Regions from separate parts of the Danio rerio genome. Here region 2 is linked to region 1. Evidence: chromatin contacts called from public Micro-C data. All regions are on one chromosome and are shown on one strand. The core of a region is the stretch at or near the end of the contact, and the rest is flanking DNA. Distances in the headings are between cores, read along the strand shown. Region 1 has its middle 17 kb from the start of mdm2. Region 2 holds the start of trhde.1 (thyrotropin releasing hormone degrading enzyme, tandem duplicate 1).

Region 1 (3,297 bases), core at 242-2,741:
GCACGTGATCCTCGAAATTAGTTTATAAATAAACTTCACTTTATAACAAAACAGCCCTATTTTATAACAATAACTAATATGACACATGAACTAAGGCTGCGTCCGAAACCGCCTACTACTTAGTAGGTACTGCATTTAAATTTAAGCATACTCCTTGACCTTTCCCACTCCCATTCATGAATTATTTCAAGGAGCATCATGGGATAGCGTAGTGTCCATTGTATACACACTTTGGAATCTCACGAAAGTAGCACGTCATTCGGGTATCTTGCACACTGCTTTTCAAATTCTATGAATTCAGATATACTCAGTTCGCATACTGATTTTAGCCTTCTATATTGTATGGAAGTATGCGACTTCGGACACAGTCTTACTCTAAACCATTTCCCATGATGCACCTGGCTGTAGTGCTATGGGTCGTTACTGTGTAAGTAACATTAATATTTTACATTGGTCAAAACAAATATTTCTTAGTTGAGCTCTTGATCAAACACATTTATATTTAACTATGTTTTGAACTTAAAGTATATTACTTGAAAAATAAAACAAATAATATTAAACTGAATTGAAAGGTAAATGTTTAATTGGATGAAGTACTGCTTGAAATATAAACAATACGATTATTATTAAGGAAGCTTATAAGAAAATGAGGAAAATGAATAAAATTTAAATTATTTACCACCATTGTGTCAACAACTTGTAATCTTGTAATCCAAAAAAATGCAATCTCATTTTTACAGAATTTCTGAGGTTTTTTGGAATATGATTGCATAATTCAGATTACATATGATCAGTTATAAACTGTTGCAAATAATATAATCAACTGATTATAAAAACCACCAACAATAATATGAGTTTCCTGCTAACGTTGCTGTTGCATGGAATGAGGAAATATGTGTGAGTGTGTGTGCGTGTGTGTTGCTAATGCTGAAATGAAATGTCTAATCTCTCTGTTCCTCTAAACATATTGGGAAAGCAAATCCTTAATCCCTATAACTAAAACTAACTGTGCTGGAAAATTGGGAAGAATTTTTTTTTTCTTTATAATCAAAAGCTAATTTTTAATTTATAACTCATATCTGAAACGCACCCCGATTATAAATTTAACTAGTGTACAATCCATTTGCAGTATATTCTCCTGCAAGGATAACTTTTTATTCACTGTATATATAACATTGGCACAGTTATGATACACAATAAAATCCCACAGTAATCGGGCTGAAATAAAGCCTTTGTTGTTAAAATGACTATAAAGAAAAACAGACAGACATTCTTTATTTATCCCTGGAGGAAAATTCATGGCACTTGTCACAGGGACAAAAAATGGGAAAACAAAACAGCACAACAACAAATCAACAGGAAAATAATGCTTTGTGAATGTTGAACAGCCAGCCGTCAGTATCTTGCATGACAGAACTACACGTGCCACCGAGCGTCTAAATCCGCGGTTATCGCGTTCCTGCAGACGTTTCAGATGAACTTCTTGACCACGGGCAGGCAGAGGGGGTCACATCTCTAGATAAGCCTGCAGTGTCGGCTGTGTTTTGGTGCAGTCATTCATGTACAACCCGATCCTGGACAGTCATTTGTCCTGTTTGTCAGCTAAAGCGTTGAATACAGTGAGGACACAGACAGTAAAGCTGTTTATATGCTGTTTTCTGGCAACACTGACATGTGAGGTGCTAGCCTGCAGCATGCCAACAGCTCTCATCATTTACATCATTTCTGCATCAGTTTGGTGTGTTCGCCATTATGCATTATTATTTTTTTACCCTGCAGATGCTTTTAATGTAAGGCCTTTTTCGTGGTCAACTAATGAGAGGCCGTTGTACAACTAGTACCATTGTATTGCTGGTACCAAAGCTTTAGTTTGAGTGGACAAAGTACACACGGGATCTCTACGTTACATTTACTTGTAGTCATTTACCATGCCATTTTATACAAAGCAATTTACAAATGAAGGAGATATCGACTTTTTTTTTTTTTTTTTTGGTTGTAAGAATATAGTGAAGGTCTTACAGAAAAGATTAGTTTTGAACATTGTCATTCATCAGTCCACATGAAATTGGTTAGATCAGAGGTGTCCAAACTTAAGCTGCCGTCACACTGCACTTACCGCCCCATAGACTTCCATTCATACGCACGCAAATGTGGCAGACCGGAAATGCAAGTTTGTGCGACAAATTTCGCAGTTCGCTGCATAAGGAAGTTTAAGCTTGGTGAACTTTGACCAGCGAAATCGCATCTTATGACTGCATGAGACCAATCAAAGATCAAAACATGACCTCTCTGGACAGAAATTTTAAATATGGACCAATCGCCTAAAAATCTAAATGTCTAAAAATCTTGTTTAATACCGCCCTTTTCCGCAGTGCAGTTCGACAGAATTTCGCAAGCACAAACTGTAATGTGACTGCGGCAATAGTCCTGACCTTCAGAGTTTAGTTTGAACCCAATTAGAGACAGCTGAACAAGCACTTACTAGAAACTTCCTGGCAGGTGTGTTGAAGCAAGCTGAAGCTAAACTCTGCAGGACGTCAGCCCTCCAGGACCGAAATTGGGCACACTTGGGTTAGATCATTCCACCAGTGAGAAACAGTGAATGAAAAGTTTTGGAAAGTAAGAGTCTCTCTGAGATAGTACCACAAGATGGCACTCACCTATCGTCCAAAAGCTTCTGAAGAGGTTGAAGACTTCAAGGAGCGAGTGGAGATAGGAGGTATGACTGAAACTTAAGCAGCCAGTACAAAAATATAAAGCAGTTGGGGGGTTGGTGCTCAGGGGTCTTAACTCAGTAGAGGTATTGAGGATGAATACTAGTACATTTACTCCTCCTGCCTACAATCCCTATTGGTGTCAAGACTCAAACCTGTTTCCTTTGGACCAGTAGTTTGCGTCTTAAACCATCAGATCATAACTGGCCAAAGATTTGCTTTTGCCAGAAGTGGGATTCCAACATAGGCCTGCAGCAGAGACCTTTACCTGAAAAACGCACTTAAAGCCTCTTTCCCCATGTGAGATACTTTATATTTCAACTTCGGCTCACTTTGGTGTTGCTTGACTTAGTTTACATTTTCTGTACAGTTTAGTGCTGCTTAAAGTGGGTGGGATTACCACAATAGTTGTGCAACCTCTACTGCTTTGACTTCCAGAAAAAAATCTGCATTCTGGATTGGCCCTCTCTGGCTGTATTTTCTTCTTAATGTAGCCACCAATGAGAGGAACGTCTGGACCTCTTCTTCTGACCACAACACTGTCATTTCACAAGTCTTTTACTTGAGGTGGAATAAATATGGT
Region 2 (3,297 bases), core at 435-2,934, 68 kb after region 1:
GTTCATTTTCCTTCAGCTTTGTCCTTTTATTCATCAGGGGCTGCCACAGCGGAATAAACGATAAACTTATCCAGCATATGTTTAACACAAAAGAAATTACGCCCTTCCAGTTGCAACCCAGTATTGGGAAAAAATCCATTCAAACACTATAGCCAATTTAATTTATTCAATTCACCAATAGTAGATGTCTTTGGACTGTGGGGGAAACCGGAGCACCCAGAGGAAACCCATGCCAACACTGCAAACTCCACACAAAAATGCCAATTGACCCAGCCAGATCTCAAACCAGCGACCTCTTTGCTGTGAAGCAACAGTGCCAACCACTGAGCCACCGTGTCACCCCACCATAAATATTAGTTGAGTTTATGTAGATACTTAGATATGTAGTTTTAATAGTCTTTTGTTTTGTTAGTATTAGTTGTTGACCTGAACTTGCATAATTACACTGTTTTGATGTTTGGTTTTCACAACCTATGTTAGGTAAATTAATGCCTAATGTAAATTTAAAATGTTCAAATCTTAGCTACAGTGTTTATATATATATATATATATATAAATTTATCACACTGACATAGCCCCACCCATGGACACGGACATACAACATTTATATTAGTGTACAGATGGTGAACAAATATAAGCAGCACCATATGTAATATATATTTAGACATTTAATGTATGTGACTGGAACAAAATCAACCCATTCATAACAAATTTATACATACATTCATCAACAGAATGAACTGCCAATTAATCCAGCATATGTTTCATGCAGCAGATGCCCTTCCAGCTGCAACCCATCACTGGGAAACACCCATACACATAAAACATTTGAGTTAATTTTAAGCATTTCGCAGCATCTGATTTTAGAGCCAATTGTTTGCTTTTTCTGAGCTTCTCGGCATCGCCTCTCCTTTTTTACAGTCCATCTCTGACAAGTAGCTTGTTTTGCACTTACTGTTTGCTTGGCATTCTTGCAAGATTTTGATGACGTCCATATAATCTCTGATTGGGTCAGCCCATCTCGAAACCAGCCAGCCGTTGCCAATTGAGCCAAATGCTTAACATTTATTATTATTATTACTATTATTATCATCATCATCATCATGATCATAATCATCATAATATTTACATCTTGCAAGAGATAAAAGCTGCCTGCATGTAAAAACAATGCATATAGATATAAAATAAATGTAAAAATAAAATTTAAAAAACTGACCGGCCCACATTTAAAAATGGTCCGGCCCTTCTGGCATTTGCCAGAATTGCCAGATGGCCAATCCCGTATGTATAATGTAAAATATATATGTAATATGTATGTATATGTAAAAACTTGCTGGATAAGTTGCCAGTTCATTCCGCTGTGGTGCCCCCGGATTAATAAAGGGACTAAAACAAGAAAATGTATATATATATATATATATATATATATATATATATATATATATATATATATATATATATATATATATATATATATATATATAATGTTTTCCAGAAATACGTGCTAACAATTCCCCATGCTGTGTTCATGTTGTCTTACCGTACATACAAACACTGTAACTTTAAAACAAACATAAATATTTAAATATGTAACTACCTTTAAACTGGTAACGTGTCTCTTTTGACAACTGGTAATCACGTGTCATTCCTAGAACTTTTAATTTGCCAGTAACCTGGGTTAAGCGTTTCCGGTGAAGTAAATCGGCGCTTTTAAGGTCTGTTTTCTTTAAAAATCATCGATCTCCACTGGCTGAATGATATCCGATATAAAGTGGGTCTCAGATTGTACAAAAAGCACTGCGTTAAATTAAATTTTACCCCGCCATGTCTTTATAATGAGAGCATTTATTTTACCCCACTATATTCAAAGAGTTTTTGCGCGAGTGCGAGTAAACGGCTTTTCGTTTCATTTTACGCTGAAACAACTAAATGAATGCTGATGTTTATTTAACTGGTTGTATTTTATTGACATTAGAACACCGGTGGTGTAAAAGGAACCGTATAAAATGGAAAAAACTCACAATAACAGGTCACCGGAAGTTTATCAGTATGGGAACAATACTAGCTCGGCATATGCCCTCTTCTCCAGAAGAGGCGCGAAAACTAAACTAAACCAATGTAGCTCGCTAAGGCACGACCCCTGCTGGTGAAAAAAAACACTAGACGTCACAATTGCTTTGGTACCTGACTAGTCAAGCAGCAGCATTAGTCAAGCTTTTTTAGTGTGTTTGTAAGCTGTAAAAAGGGGACGTTTAAGGAAACATCTCCAGTCAGAAACAGGACATCAAAAACCGTGACTGTCCACAGAATGAGGATGTCTCGTCACATTATTCAAGTTGTGGTAAATTAACAATAACAAAACAACAGCTTGCTGGTATGCTAGTTTGCTGGTTCATGATGGTTCTTGCTGGTCATGGCCAGCAAAGAACCTGCAAACCAGCATCAAAACATACCTTACAAATACTGTTTATTTTCATATAGGCCCATAAAATCAACATTTTATCACTTTATACTTTCCCTAAATATATTTGTATTTTGTCCCACAGATGAAAGAAAGCCATCCAGTCGTCCACATGAGAGTGAGTAAATAATATATAATGTTGTAAAGGAGAAAACATGATTAAGCTGTGGTGCAGTATAGCTCATGTGTCTGTACAGATTTCATATTCCTGATTTATTGTTTTTTCTGATATAGATTATACTAGACTAGACTTCCCGTATTAAATATCTTCTATGTATAGGAAATCACTAGTGCAAATACTGACATGATGTTCAGCATGATGATTGTATGAAACAAAACTATTATATTTCCTTGACATAAACCACAATTGCGAAAAGATGTTATCTTCTACCTTGCTTCTGGAGACTTACTGACCTTTCATGTAACATCTAAATCAGCCAATCGAGGTCTTCAGAATCAGCTCTTTTGGAAAACAAATACTACAATAAAATAAAATACTGGTTACAGTATACAATGGTTATTGGCTATAAGTATACACAATTCAACCATGAATTTGCAACACAAACACAGATGCAAAATTTCTGTGTACAAATAACAACAAAGTAGTTATTGTTAATTTGGATACATTTCCTGCTCAAAAATACAAACATTGGGTATTTCAATATTGTCAAAAATGTTCAGTGTTCAATATACACCCACGGCCACTTTATTAGGTACACCTTACTATCACCGGGTTGGACCACCTTTTACCCTCAGAACCGCAATAATCCTTTGTGGCATAGATTCAACAAGGTACTGGAGATATTCCTCAGAGATTTTTAGTTCATATTGACATG

Evidence for each region. A called contact is a pair of places that touch in the nucleus more often than the background predicts.
Region 2: a Micro-C map of caudal fin shows a contact between it and region 1, with 6 times the contacts expected there. The contact joins the promoter of trhde.1 here to the enhancer-like site in region 1. A contact is called at or near these places in 2 of 18 Hi-C or Micro-C datasets (caudal fin and an unstated tissue).

Annotation. Positions count from the first base shown.
Region 1 is chr4:23,742,475-23,745,771 of GRCz12tu, forward strand. No RefSeq gene overlaps it. Among named protein-coding and RNA genes, the nearest start is that of mdm2, 17 kb to the left of the region's middle. Within about 2 kb of position 1,492, at least 4 of the 62 cell types and tissues checked have an H3K27ac peak or open chromatin away from gene starts, as enhancers often do.
Region 2 is chr4:23,810,436-23,813,732 of GRCz12tu, forward strand. It overlaps trhde.1 (thyrotropin releasing hormone degrading enzyme, tandem duplicate 1), which reads left to right and starts at 1,685. Exons shown (of 20, transcript XM_073947198.1): 1 at 1,685-1,715; 2 at 2,547-2,579.